Linked DNA regions of Mus musculus: region 1 is linked to region 2. A link is a contact called in public HiChIP or PLAC-seq data. All regions are on one chromosome and are shown on one strand. The core of a region is the stretch at or near the end of the contact, and the rest is flanking DNA. Distances in the headings are between cores, read along the strand shown. Region 1 overlaps Abcc1 (ATP-binding cassette, sub-family C (CFTR/MRP), member 1). Region 2 holds the start of Abcc1 (ATP-binding cassette, sub-family C (CFTR/MRP), member 1).

Region 1 (6,263 bases), core at 1,810-4,309, 48 kb after region 2:
CTGGGTTTTATAAGAAGGCAGGTTGAGCAAGCCACGTGAAGCATGGCAGTAAGCAGCACTTCTCCATGGCTTCTACATCAGCTCCTGCCTCCAGGTTCCTTCCCTGTTTTGATTTCCTGACCTGACTCCCTTCAGTGATGAACAGCAATGTGGAAGTGTAAGCCAAATAAACCCTTTTGTCTTTAACTTGCATTTTGGTCCTGATATTTTGTAGCAGCGATAGGAAGCATGGCTAAGACAGTTTGTGATGTTACTTTGTGGTCTCCTCAGCCTGTGCTCCTCTTATGGTGAGGCCATTTTGGATCGTGTTTCCAATTGGCTTGCATACCGGGTGGCTCAGTGACTGTGAAAAGAGTTTGGTAGTGTATTTGTTTTATTTTTAAATTAAGTAGTCACTTACCTGTCATTCTGTTCCCAGGCAGATGCCTAAGAAAACTAGAACTTAGGTTCTAAAAGGCTTTGTACAGACTTGTAGCTGCCTTGTTTGTGATAGCCCAAGACAGAATCAAACCCAAATGCCTATTAGGATGTAAGTAGAAGTTAGGATTACTACTCAGAGCTGAGGGAGGAAGCACCAAGTTATTATGCTAAGTGAAAGAGTAGACAGACAGTTGTCCTCCTAGTATTTGATGCTTAAAGGGGCTTGAACAACAAAACTGGAGGATTTATCAGCAATGTCCCAGTATATCTAATTAAAAGAAAACCAGTGCTGGAGAGATGGCTCAGCAACTGATTAAAGTACCCTCTTCCAGAGGTTTGGTTCCCAGTACCAATGTTGGACAACTCATAGGGCTTGAGGTTTATCCAGAATCAATACCTTGAGAAGATGGAAGACCTATTGGCCTGCCAGCTCCATCTTGGGGAACTCTGACTCAAAGAGTTCTTATAGAGGTCGGTTGAGTTCTACATCGAGGCTGATGGCCCCTTGTCATTTAGGGGATGTTTATCCTCCTGTCAGTTGGTACATTCCTGGATTACCCATGGCCTTGTCTCCTGAGTACATTTCTAATTCTTTAGGTAAACATTATTTTTGGCAAGTCAGTTTTTTTTTTTTTAATCAAAGAACAGACGAGGAAGTCCTTAACTCTGCTTTTTGATTTGATTTAAAGACCACTGGTGTTTCATGTTCTGATAAATTAAAAGCATTCTTTGGGGACATTTATGGACTAGAAATTCCTTTTTGACCCCTTCCTTTCCCTGTCATAGTTGACTGTCATAGCTCTTTTTTTGTCAGCCATTGCAAGGTTTTTGTTGTTGCTGCTGGTTTAGAAGTTACAGCATTAGGCAAAGGGGAGTAGAGTAACTTTACCAGGGACACATTTGTAAAGGATAGCTCATCTCAAAATAGGTAGTGTAAAACAAAATAAAGTAGCTATTAATTGCTTATTCGTTTAAAAGACTGAGGTATGCTCTTCTTCCCATATCTATAGTTTTAGTTACCCATGATCAAACAAGATCTGGAAATATTAAATCTAAAATTCCATTCCTAAGTTTTAAATTATATATAATTCTTGTTCCACCATATTCTGTCATCCAAGGTGACAAAATTCTTTTGTCTACTGTGTCTGTCCTGTTAGTTCAGCAATGATCTTGGGGAGTTGGCTCAGTAGTTAAGAGCACTGGCTGTACTTCCAGAGATTCTGAGTTCAATTCCCAGCAACCACATGTTGGCTTGCAACCATCTATAATGTAATCTGGTGCCCCCTTCTGGCATGCAGGTTTATATGCAGATAGAGCACTCATATACGTAAAATAAATAAATTAAAAACAAAAACCAGACTTAGGTAGCAGTCTAAAGTACAACACAGGCCTGTCGTTGCCTCAGTCTGCTGTCTCTGAGGACCACAGGAAGGGTGAGGGTAGTAGACGTTGTTTTGAGAGTAACAGAACACACTTACATTGTGCCATTTTACTACAGGATGGTGTGTTTCCTTTTTAAAAAAACTGATGTTTGACTTGAAGGTTAAACTTTTATCATAGGTATTTGTAAGAAAACAGAACCAGTCGTATCCATGGATAAGAGGGAGTACTGTATATAAATGTGTAAGAATACAATCTGTATAAACTTGTGTCTGTAGATAGGGGACTTCAGGTTAGCATTTTAGTGGTGTGGATGTCTGGTGGGGTATTTGTCTTTATTCAGGACTATCCTATGTAGGACAGGACAGAACTACAACACCACACAGAAGGATGGTCACAGGGCTAAGTCATTGTGACTCAAGTTTATGAAACAAGTCTGATTGGAAACTTGTGTAGCCATACTGGTTTGTTTTGTGGTGGTGGTGGTTTTATTTTGTTTCACCTTTGATATAAAGTTTTGGCACATAACCCTACCCAGGCTGGTATTTTCTTTCCTATATAGCTGAGAGTGACCTTGAACGTCAAGGTTCTCCTGCCTCCATCTGCCAAGTGCTGGACTTCAAGCACGTGCAGGTCATGCTTGGCAGGCTTTATAGCTCTTGGCTTCTGCATGTAGAAGTTGGATCCTTTCTAAGTGTATTTCTGTGGGGCTGGAGAGATGACTCCATGGGTAAGACCTCCTGCTTCCAGTACAGAGGACCAAGGGTTGGCTCCTAGCACCCACCCCAGGTAGCTTACAACCACCTGTAACCTTTGGTTTCTGGGGATCCAACACCCGTTTCTGGCTTTCACAAATACCTGCATTCATATAGTGCACATAAACATAAATAGAAAAAAGTCTTTGCTTTTTATACATAATATGGTATCATGGTCCAGCTTATTCTTTGCATGTGGCTATCTAGTTTCCTATTACTATTTTGTTTTGTTTTGTTTAATTTTAGAGAGGCCCTTCCTATACATGTATGTAGCCCAGGCTCCTGGCACTCCTCCTACCTACTTCCCAAGTGCTAAGATTGCAGGCATGAGCCACTTTGCCTGGCCTATCACCAGCTTTTGAGGAAAAAAAAAAAGATTTATTTCCAGTGAATAGACTTGACAGAAATCACCAGCTTCTGGGCCCTTAATTGTGGGCCCAGACTGATCCCTGTGTGGCTTCCTTGTTTCTGTCTTGACATCTGTCAGCTTTGTCTTCTCTTTTAGGAAGGCTTTAGCTTATCTGGGTCTCTAGTTCCCATTTCAGATTTTAGAACTGCCCCATCACTTCCTGTGATGCGAAGCAGCCGTCTGAGCTTCTGATAGGGATTGTGAATCTGTAGAGGAGTTTGGGGCCATCATGCTGCCATGCTTTTCAGCTACAGCCTCTTAGGATTGTGTGTCTAGCTGAGCTTGGGGCCAGCACGCCTGTCATTCTGTCCATCCATGAGGGAGGCAGGACTTCCAGTTTATTGACTCAGAGCCTCATTATGTTGCTCATCGTTGCCGACAATTTGTGACCTCTTTCTCCCAGCTTCCCAGCACTGGAGTTACAGTCACATTCCACCACGCGTGGCTACTATGAGCCCTGCCTTGCAAACGAGGAAACTAGCCTTAGTATCCCTGCAGTTGCAGCCAGCAGATGGCCCAGGGGGAATCTGAACCCATGGCTCCCAAGTCCAGGGTTATACTCACTGCATTAAGCTTGACTCTATGGTGATATGTCTTGGGTTCTGTTCTTCTTTATTCTGTTTTTTTTTTTTTTTTTTTTTCCGAGACAGGGTTTCTCTGTGTAGTCCTGGCTGTCCTGGAACTCACTTTGTAGACCAGGCTGGCCTCGAACTCAGAAATCCGCCTGCCTCTCCCTCCGGAGTGCTGGGATTAAAGGCGTGCACCACCACGCCCGGCTCTTCTTTATTCTCTTGACTGTGGGCTATCTCTGGTAGACCAGATAACTGCTTTACTCTCCTCTCATTATAGGCAGCCTGTACGGATTGTGTATGCCCCTCCCAAAGATCCCAGCAAGCCTAAGGGAAGTTCCCAGTTGGATGTGAATGAGGAGGTGGAGGCACTGATTGTCAAGTCACCCCACAAGGATCGGGAGCCCTCTCTGTTCAAGGTGTTATACAAGACTTTTGGTCCCTACTTCCTCATGAGCTTCCTGTACAAGGCCCTTCATGACCTGATGATGTTTGCCGGCCCCAAGATCTTGGAGTAAGAACCTGGTTCCCCATAACCTCCTGGGCGGTCCTGTCATATGCCAGAGCAGGCTTGTTACCGGCCCCTTACCTTCATCTTCCCCAGCTTTGTTTAATTACTATCTGAGTTGTGGCCACTTTGATTGCAAGTCACGAAAACCTCCTGAATCCAAAGTTAGGAGGATATGGGACTGTCTAGAGCAAGGGTGCAGGTAGATCTCATGAATATCTGCAGCTGGAAACCAAGAATCCAGCAAGCGGGCCTCTGCCATCTTTCTCTCCATCACCTTGGTCTCAGTGTGCTCTATTTGACTACCTTTGAGTGACGTGCTGGTGGAGAGACCTAACTATCGGTATCGTGATCCCAAGGCAGAGGTCTCTGTTGTAATAATCTGGTACCTGGCAGTCATAGCACCCCTATAAGGTAAAGTGTTGCCTGGTGGATGGCTCAGGTGGAAATCACTAGGGTGACTTGAAAGTATTTGCCCCTACTGTATGTATCACACTTAAATCTCCCTCCCACCCCCACAGATTGATTATCAACTTCGTGAATGACAGGGAGGCTCCCGACTGGCAGGGCTACTTTTACACAGCACTGCTGTTTGTCAGCGCCTGTCTGCAGACACTGGCACTCCACCAGTACTTTCATATCTGCTTCGTCAGTGGCATGCGCATCAAGACTGCTGTGGTGGGCGCTGTCTATCGTAAGGTAGGCCAGGCACCACACCCAATCCTGTGACCCCATAATCCAGGGACAGCTAGCTGGAGCTCTCCAGGACCTGTGGAGATTTCCAGGCCAGCATCCTCAGCAAAGAAAGGATGGGGGCTGTGGGGACCATGGGGCCAAAGATAGCTCTCATCACGCTTATCTCTTAATAAAATGGCTCTCAGTGGCAAGTGTGAGGGATATTAGTGAGACTACATGTTACCTGTGGGTAGCTGGGTTTCTTAGACAGATTGGCTCTCTTTGATGAAGTCTTGGATGGAAATTCAAGTTCAGAACCTGGGGAGATGTCTAACTAGGTAAAGTGTAAGCTTGACAACCTGAGTTTGGATTTCCAGAACTAGGTAAGTTTGGCAAGGTAGTGCATATATATGCACTGAGCAGTGAAGATAGGAGAATTCCTAGAAGCTCCTGAGCCAGGTAGCCTTGGGTACAGTAGTAATGAGACCCTGTCTCAAACAGTTTGGAACGCTAGGACAACATCTGCCCTCCACATGTGCTCCGTGGATGCATGTGTCTGCATATACATGTTCATACGTGTGCACAGTTTTTTTATTTTTATTTTTTAAAGAAAAGGAATCTGTGTTAAATATTCTAGTTTCACATCCTGGGTTTGCCTTCACTGTCACCCTACATTTGAACTGAAGAGAGAGCGTGCTTCTTGAATTGAGGCAGACAAGCTTAAATATTTTTATTTGTTTCACCATGCTGGAAGTGCACATGGCTGGCAGGGACTGTTCACAGAGCTTGGGCCATAGCCCCATTTCTACTTTTTGGTTGTTGTTGATGTTCAGTTTTTTTTTTTTCCATAATTTTAGTTTTTATTGAAGATAAGGTTTTTTTCATACAGTATATTCTGATCAAGGTTTCTCCTCCTTCAGTTCCTCCCAGATCCTTTTCCTCTACTCAAGTCCGTACTTTTTTCTCTCATTAGAAAACAAACAGGTAACTTAAAGGGACCCAGCGATTCAGCCCACACATGTCCTGGCTTCTGCACCACGGGGCTCACAGGCTGGCAAGAGAGGCAGTTTTCCTAGTGCTTCTCACCCCTGATTACAAATTGCACTCATCTATTAGCTTGAGTCCTGGTATGTAGGCAGCATCCCAGACCAGTGGGACCTTGAAGTCAAGGTTGCAGTGTTCAGAGACATAGGGATATTTTTAAGGCCATTGACACCGCAAGACACTTTAGGTATCATAGCTTGGGATGAGGGCATTTTCTGCGTTGAGGCCAGGGACTGTCTTTCAGTTAGTATGCAGACTGGCCAAACAAAGCATTGTCTAGCTCCCAGTGTCAGGGTAATAAGGCCAAGAACCTTGTGTTAGGATCTGAGGCCAACAACATGGAAATCCAGAATCTTAGCCTAAACACAGACCTGCTGATTAAGGACCCCAGGTGACACGCCTGCATATGAAGTATATAAGGTCATGGTTTGGAAAGTGCCTGGAACAGCTCAGGATGGAGAGGAGAAAGATAGGCACGTACTGCTGTCCAGAGTCTTGTCCAG
Region 2 (5,954 bases), core at 573-3,072:
CAGGTTCTCAGGTTTGTGCAGTAGTACTTACCCAGCTAAGCTTTGTCACCAGAACTGCTCTGTTCTACGTTTTGTGTCAGGGTCTCATGCAGTCCTGGTTGGCCTCGAACTCAAGATCCTCCTTCAGCCTCCCAAGTACTGAGATCGTGGGCGTTCACCACCAGTCTTGGCTGCTTCATAGTTTTCTTATAGGCTGCTTTCCTCAGCTCAAGACACAGCCCAGCCCAGGCTGGAATCCCAACCATGCTTGTGTTTAGCTCAAAAGCTTTCTTTCAGAAAGCCTTCTAGACTTTTACCTGAGCAGGCCTGGCCCCCTTGATCCTCTTTATCCCCTTCCTGGATCTTGCAACAGTTTCAAATACACTTTCCGATTATGAAAGCATGTCATTAAGATCTGTTGCCTTATCACTAAAACACATGAAAATACAGCTCCACTTTCCCGTCTGTCAGATCTGAGCATATTCCAGCTGCTAGCTTGCTAGAGCCTAGCAAGACTCCTGCTATACAGCAGATGCTCAATAAATATGGGTAACAGTGCATTGAGAATTGTTACCTGAAAGTAATTATCTTTAAAAAACTTATTCACAGAGGTAAAGAAACTTCCTGCCAAGCCTGATGACTTGAGTTAGCTCCCTGGAATCCACAAAGTTCCACAAAAAACAACTCTCCCAGGCTGTCCTGACCTCCACAAGCACAAGTTTATATACACACCCACACACATACACACATAGAAGTAAATGCTGTTACTACAACCACCACCTCCACCACCACCACCACCACCACCACCACCACCACCAAACTCTTATTCATACTGAGGGGGACCTGACTTGTGGTTGACCTTCAAAAATTGTTTATCTTACTCATTTTCTTTATTACTTTTTAAATTAAAATATTTTTTCAGGGGTATACATAGCTCAGCTGGTGGAGTGGTTCCTGCTGACAACAAAACCTAGGAGGAAGCCTGGGTTTTGTTGTCAGCGCCCCAGGTGGCTGGGGTAATAAGAAGTGGAGGAAAGGTGATGCACACCTTTAATCCCAGAGCTTGGGAGACAGAGGCAGGCAGATCTCTGAGTTCGAGGCCAGCCTGGTTTACAAATTGAGTTCCAGGACAGCCAGGGGCTTCATAGAGAAACTTCAGTCTGTCTTAAAAAAAAAAAAAAAAAAAATGGAGGCAGAGGGGCTCACAAGTTCAGGGTCATTCATCCTCTACTACATAGTGCTTTAGAGGCCAGATTTAGTTATTATATGAAACCCTGTCCCCAAATTCCTCATACCAAGTAATAAGGAAATGAGTTATTTCCTGGCTGCACTCAGAATGGGAGAAATTCCCAGGGTGCTTTGCAGACCATGGAGGAGGGGTGGCAAACTGGTGTTCAGGATGGAGATCTCAGTGTTTAGAATGGATTCATAGGGCTCCTGATTCAAACGAACTACACTTCTACTCGTTGAGGGACTCTGAGCGAATTTCCTCACCTTTCTGAGCCTCAGTTTCCTTATCTGTTCTCTTTCCTTTCTTGGGAGCTCACATCCATATCCCTCCAGGTGCAACTGAAGGAAAAAGCCCTAAAATCACGCAAGCACCGAGCGTTCTCCCGCAGCGGGGGGCCAGCGGTACAGTTAGGGTCACCTGGGATGAAGCCCAGGTGTGGAGGGCCCAGTGCGGGGTTCTTCCGGGCCGTGTCGGCTTTAGGAGCCGCCAGTGAGTGGGAGCTGCAGACGAGGCCTGCAGGCCCAGGCCAGGGCAACTCGTGGCCGTGCTCGCTCCCACGCGCGGGGCGGGGCGGGGTGGGGCGGGGCTGCATCCCGGTGACGCGGGCCAACCGCGCGGCGCTGCGCCTCCTCGCTCAGCCGGCCGCCCGCATGGCGCTGCGCAGCTTCTGCAGCGCTGATGGCTCCGATCCACTCTGGGTAAGGTGGTGGGCCGCGGGGGACGGCGCGGGGGCGACCGGGGACTCGGAGGACGTGGGGGGACGCTGGGACGCGCGGACCCAGCTGCTCCCCTAGCCGGAGCCCTGCTCTGCTTACGCGGGGATTCGCCACCCGGGCCCCGGCGTAGCCGCCGCTCTCTTACTCTGGGGACCGGGTTCCGGGAGAGCTGGGTGTGTGCGGGGAGGTGCCTCTGTGCTTTGGGGTTCTGCCATCGGGAAGGGACGCCAGATCTGGAGGCAGCAAATTGGGGATTTTCTGTGTTTTGTGGGGGTAGGATCTCCGTTTACCGCGCACACACTATCATAGAGCACCGTGCAGGAGCCCAGACTCTAGAAAGGGACTTCCCATCGCTTGTGTTGGGGTTCCCCACTGTTTGTTTTACCTCTCGTTTACTCTGGCTTCATGTTTTTTTTTCTCATCCTCTCTCCTTTCTGCCTAAATGCTATCAGGGAACTTTAAGGAAATAAGGAAAAGCCAAGAGAGGGGAGAAGGGCCTTTCTGTCTCTTTTTGTAGGTTTGGGGTGCAGTGGAAAATGCCCTGGACTCTGTAACCAGGAGAGTGCCTTCTACTCTGAGTCAGAGAGACTCCGCTGCTCTGGGGATGTCCCGGGGACTTCAGGCCCTCTCCAGGTAGCTTTCTTGTGAAATGATCCTAGGCTGGGTTCCCTGGCTGACTGCTCTAATCTCCAGTGCTTGTGTATTTCGTGTTCCTGTAATGCTGTTCCTGTAATGCGATTTGCCTGTTATTCCAGAACACTCCTGCATCACATTGTCCTGATTATTAGTGACTACAATAGGAAACCCTGGACACAATGACTTTTCTTTTTGTTTGAGAAACAAGAAAAACATCCCTGTTTCTTAGCAGCTGATGGTTAGCGCCCACAAGTATTTGTTCTGTTTTGTGGTACCTCCGTGATAGACTGCATTAGGAATGATGACCCCTGAAGGCCCCCTGGGAGACTTTTGGGTGAGGAGGGTGCCAATTTTGGTTGAGAAACTTACCATACTTGGATAAATGGTTCATTTTAAAGCCAAGAGGTTGGAGGTTTCTCCAGAGCTGGAAACAGAGCTTGTGATTTACATTCGGGAGTCTGCAAGAGATAGGTGCCTGTTTGCCACACAGGAACACTGTGTGTCCTCTACCCTTGTGCCAAGTGTAGAGACAACGAGGTTATTTTGCAAGAACTCAGGGGGATCTGGGTCACTAACATGGGTGCTGGAGTATTTCCTGAATTTCTTTTTTCTCTTATGGTGGAGGGGAAGTAGACATTAGATTTTCTACCAGTTTGCATATTTTATTTTTGCATATATATAACACACACATACATATATTGTGTGTGTGTGTATGTTTGAGTGTATGCATACCATGGCACATGCGCACATCAGACTTGTGTGGAACTCTCTTTCCACAGTGTGGGTTCTGAGGTCCTCAAGCCTCTCACCAGTTCACATCTGGATGTATCCTATTGTTGCGCAGTGATGACTAGGAAATGTTGGGAGGTATTCTCTAGCTTCTAATATGCTAAAAAGCCTACCCAAGAAGCCTGACTTGGTGTTCTTTCCTTCTTGGAACTTTTTGCCACAGAAAATGAAGATGGATGGATTGTGTTTGGCAGTAGTGGTGGCTGGCCTTCCCCTTAGGCAGCTTCCCATCCTCCCTTAAGTCTCATCTTGCAGATTTCCTTTCGGCCCCTCTTCTCTCTCACTGGTCTAGGCTTGATGGACACCCTGTTTCTGGAGTCCTGGAATCAGAATGGGTGAGAGGGCCACTGGCAAGCAAGAACTTATGTGTAGCTAGAGAATCCAAACACAAAACAGAGTGGGTTGGTTGGCCTGGTGTGCACCTATCTGTAATCACACCATTGGGAAAGCTGAGGCAGGAGAAGTGAAATTCAGGCCAGCTGTGCTAGAGCAAGACTGCTTCAAAGAACAATAAACTAAAGTAGGTGGCTTTGCACCAGCATATCTATACCGCTGCCACACCCTGCCATTCTAGACCTCACCATCTTGAGTTGTTTCATTGTTTACTGTGCTCAGTTTCTATAGAACAGCCCTTCTGGGCTGCGGCCATGGTCTTATCAGTGTTCGTGGTCTAGCCTTCTCTCATGTATTGTATTGTATCCCAACTGCAGCTTCCCCTCCCTCCTCCCCTCCTTGTTCCTCCCTTCACATCCCCATCTTCCCCAGATCTGCTCCTGTTTCCCTTCAGATGGGAGCAGATGCAGAGACCTACAACCAAATATTAGGTGGGACTTGAGGAACCACAGAAGATGGGGAGGAAGGATTGTAGAAGCCCGGTGTGAGGACACCAGGCGAGCACAGCCCACAGAATCAGCGAAGCAGGGCTTGTAAGGACTCCCGGAGATCGATGGGAGTGGGCTGCTGTCCTTTTGCTACTGGTACTTGGATCCTTTTAGGACCAACATTATGCTTAGAGAAGTCAAGATTCCAGCCGTCAGGAACCCTCTCGGAGTCTTGCTCCTGGGCTAGCTCGGGTCTACTGCTGAGAACTTACAACCTTCCCTTGTGCAAAGGTCTAGGATGAGAACAGAGAAACAATGTTATGTAAGTGGAAAGCTGAGCTAAGAGCTGGCAGGGGCTTGCTTTATTCAGTGGGAGTGTGGAGCTGGTAGGAAGTCCGTGGTTTTGTGGCTGATCTTTGAGAGAAGGTTGGGAAAAGGGACTTGGGCCTTTCTTTGTAAGTTACTTAAAAAAAAAAAAGTATGAGGAAATGGCTCAGTGCGCAAGCGTGCTTGATGTATTAGCAGGGAGACCTAAGTTTGAGTCCCAGGACCCATGTAAATAGCCAGCCCTGGCTCTGTCTATAACTGTAGCATTGAGCGGGTGGAGTTTCCCAAAAGAGCAAGTTTCAGGTTCAGTGAGAGACCCTGACTCAAGGAAATATGAAGGATGATAGAGGAAGACACCTGGCATACTCCTTTGTCCTATAAATTGGTATGTGTGCTCTTACACATGTACACACATGTATATATCCCACATCTATATATCACACACAGTAAATTAGAAAATTAGAAAATATGTATTAAGCCTGGTGCAGGCCTGTCATCCTGGCTACTGAAGAAGCTGAAGCAGGAGGACCACAAGTTCAAGGCTAGCCTGGGTAACTTATAAGACCTTGTTTTAAAATCACATGTAAAAAAGGACTGGAGATTAGTTCTGTGATACAACACTTGCCTAGTAAGTCTGAGGTCCCATGCTCAATTCCCTGACCTCAAGAAACAAAAACAAAAGTGAAGAATAAGAAAAGTATCAATTTCATGCCTAATGTAGAAATATTGGAAAACTCAGTCAGTTGCATAGGTGACTGCTCAGAGCAAGTCCCTGTGTGCCCTGTGTTCAGAAGCTGGCTCTGCAGCTAAGATGGGTTCTACTCTGTACCTCAGTTTCCCCATGTAGAATAATGGAGTGCCTAGCCAAGGGTGGTAGTTTGAGTGCTGAGTAGAATTCTTGGCAAGCACTGGGAACAGTGCTCCTTGGTACCTAGTTAGCACTCAGTAGATGTACGGGCTTGTAGTTGGGTGGGACTCCATAGTTGCATCTGCTGAGAACATCTGGGCATACACAAAAGTCAGCAGCAGATGGGCCTTGCAGGCTCTGGAGTGAGTTGGCTATGGGGCCTGATTTGATTTGTGGTACCTTCTAGCTTTCCACCTCCCTGAACATTGTAACCGACCAGTTGGCAAACAGGTCCCAGTGACTGGTGTTCCTGGGGTAGCAGGAGGCCCTGGAAAGCCTGCCTGCTTTGCTTTGCTTCCCTCTCTCCTTCCTTACCTCCCTCCCTCCCTCCCTCCCTCCCTCCCTCCCACTGCCTTCTAAACTCCCCCCCCCCCCATCTTCCTCTCTCTCCTAAGATTGATTGCTGTAGTCAGTCAGGTCGACATTTTCTTCCCCTTACCAGATAGATGGATGTAGCATCAGTGTGCAGCCCAGAATGGTGGGGTGTGGATGCCAAGATAACCAGGCTTTGGGAACTTGTGGTAGGAACTGAGACTCCTGTTCCTGCT

Evidence for each region. HiChIP or PLAC-seq counts read pairs in DNA pulled down with a chosen protein or histone mark.
Region 1: an H3K27ac HiChIP or PLAC-seq map of the HPC-7 cell line shows a contact between it and region 2, with 5 times the contacts expected there. The contact joins the enhancer-like site here to the promoter of Abcc1 in region 2. A contact is called at or near these places in 10 of 39 promoter capture datasets (the 3T3-L1 cell line, 3T3-L1-derived adipocytes, the HPC-7 cell line and 7 more), 1 of 15 datasets of contacts at CTCF or cohesin (CD8 T cells), 1 of 484 Hi-C or Micro-C datasets (brown adipocytes), 8 of 115 datasets of contacts at active chromatin or transcription factors (CD8 T cells, the HPC-7 cell line, bone marrow-derived macrophages and 3 more) and 4 of 9 other capture datasets (adipose tissue, embryonic stem cells, liver and 1 more).

What each region holds. Positions count from the first base shown.
Region 1 is chr16:14,406,887-14,413,149 of GRCm38.p6, forward strand. Abcc1 (ATP-binding cassette, sub-family C (CFTR/MRP), member 1) reads left to right here. Exons shown (of 31, transcript NM_008576.3): 8 at 3,814-4,047; 9 at 4,563-4,740. Among named protein-coding and RNA genes, the nearest start is that of Abcc1, 48 kb to the left of the region's middle. Within about 2 kb of position 3,060, at least 10 of the 459 cell types and tissues checked have an H3K27ac peak or open chromatin away from gene starts, as enhancers often do. A contact at or near this core is called in the HPC-7 cell line and bone marrow-derived macrophages, where this site is marked.
Region 2 is chr16:14,359,736-14,365,689 of GRCm38.p6, forward strand. Abcc1 (ATP-binding cassette, sub-family C (CFTR/MRP), member 1) reads left to right here and starts at 1,823. Exons shown (of 31, transcript NM_008576.3): 1 at 1,823-1,908. The coding sequence starts at 1,861.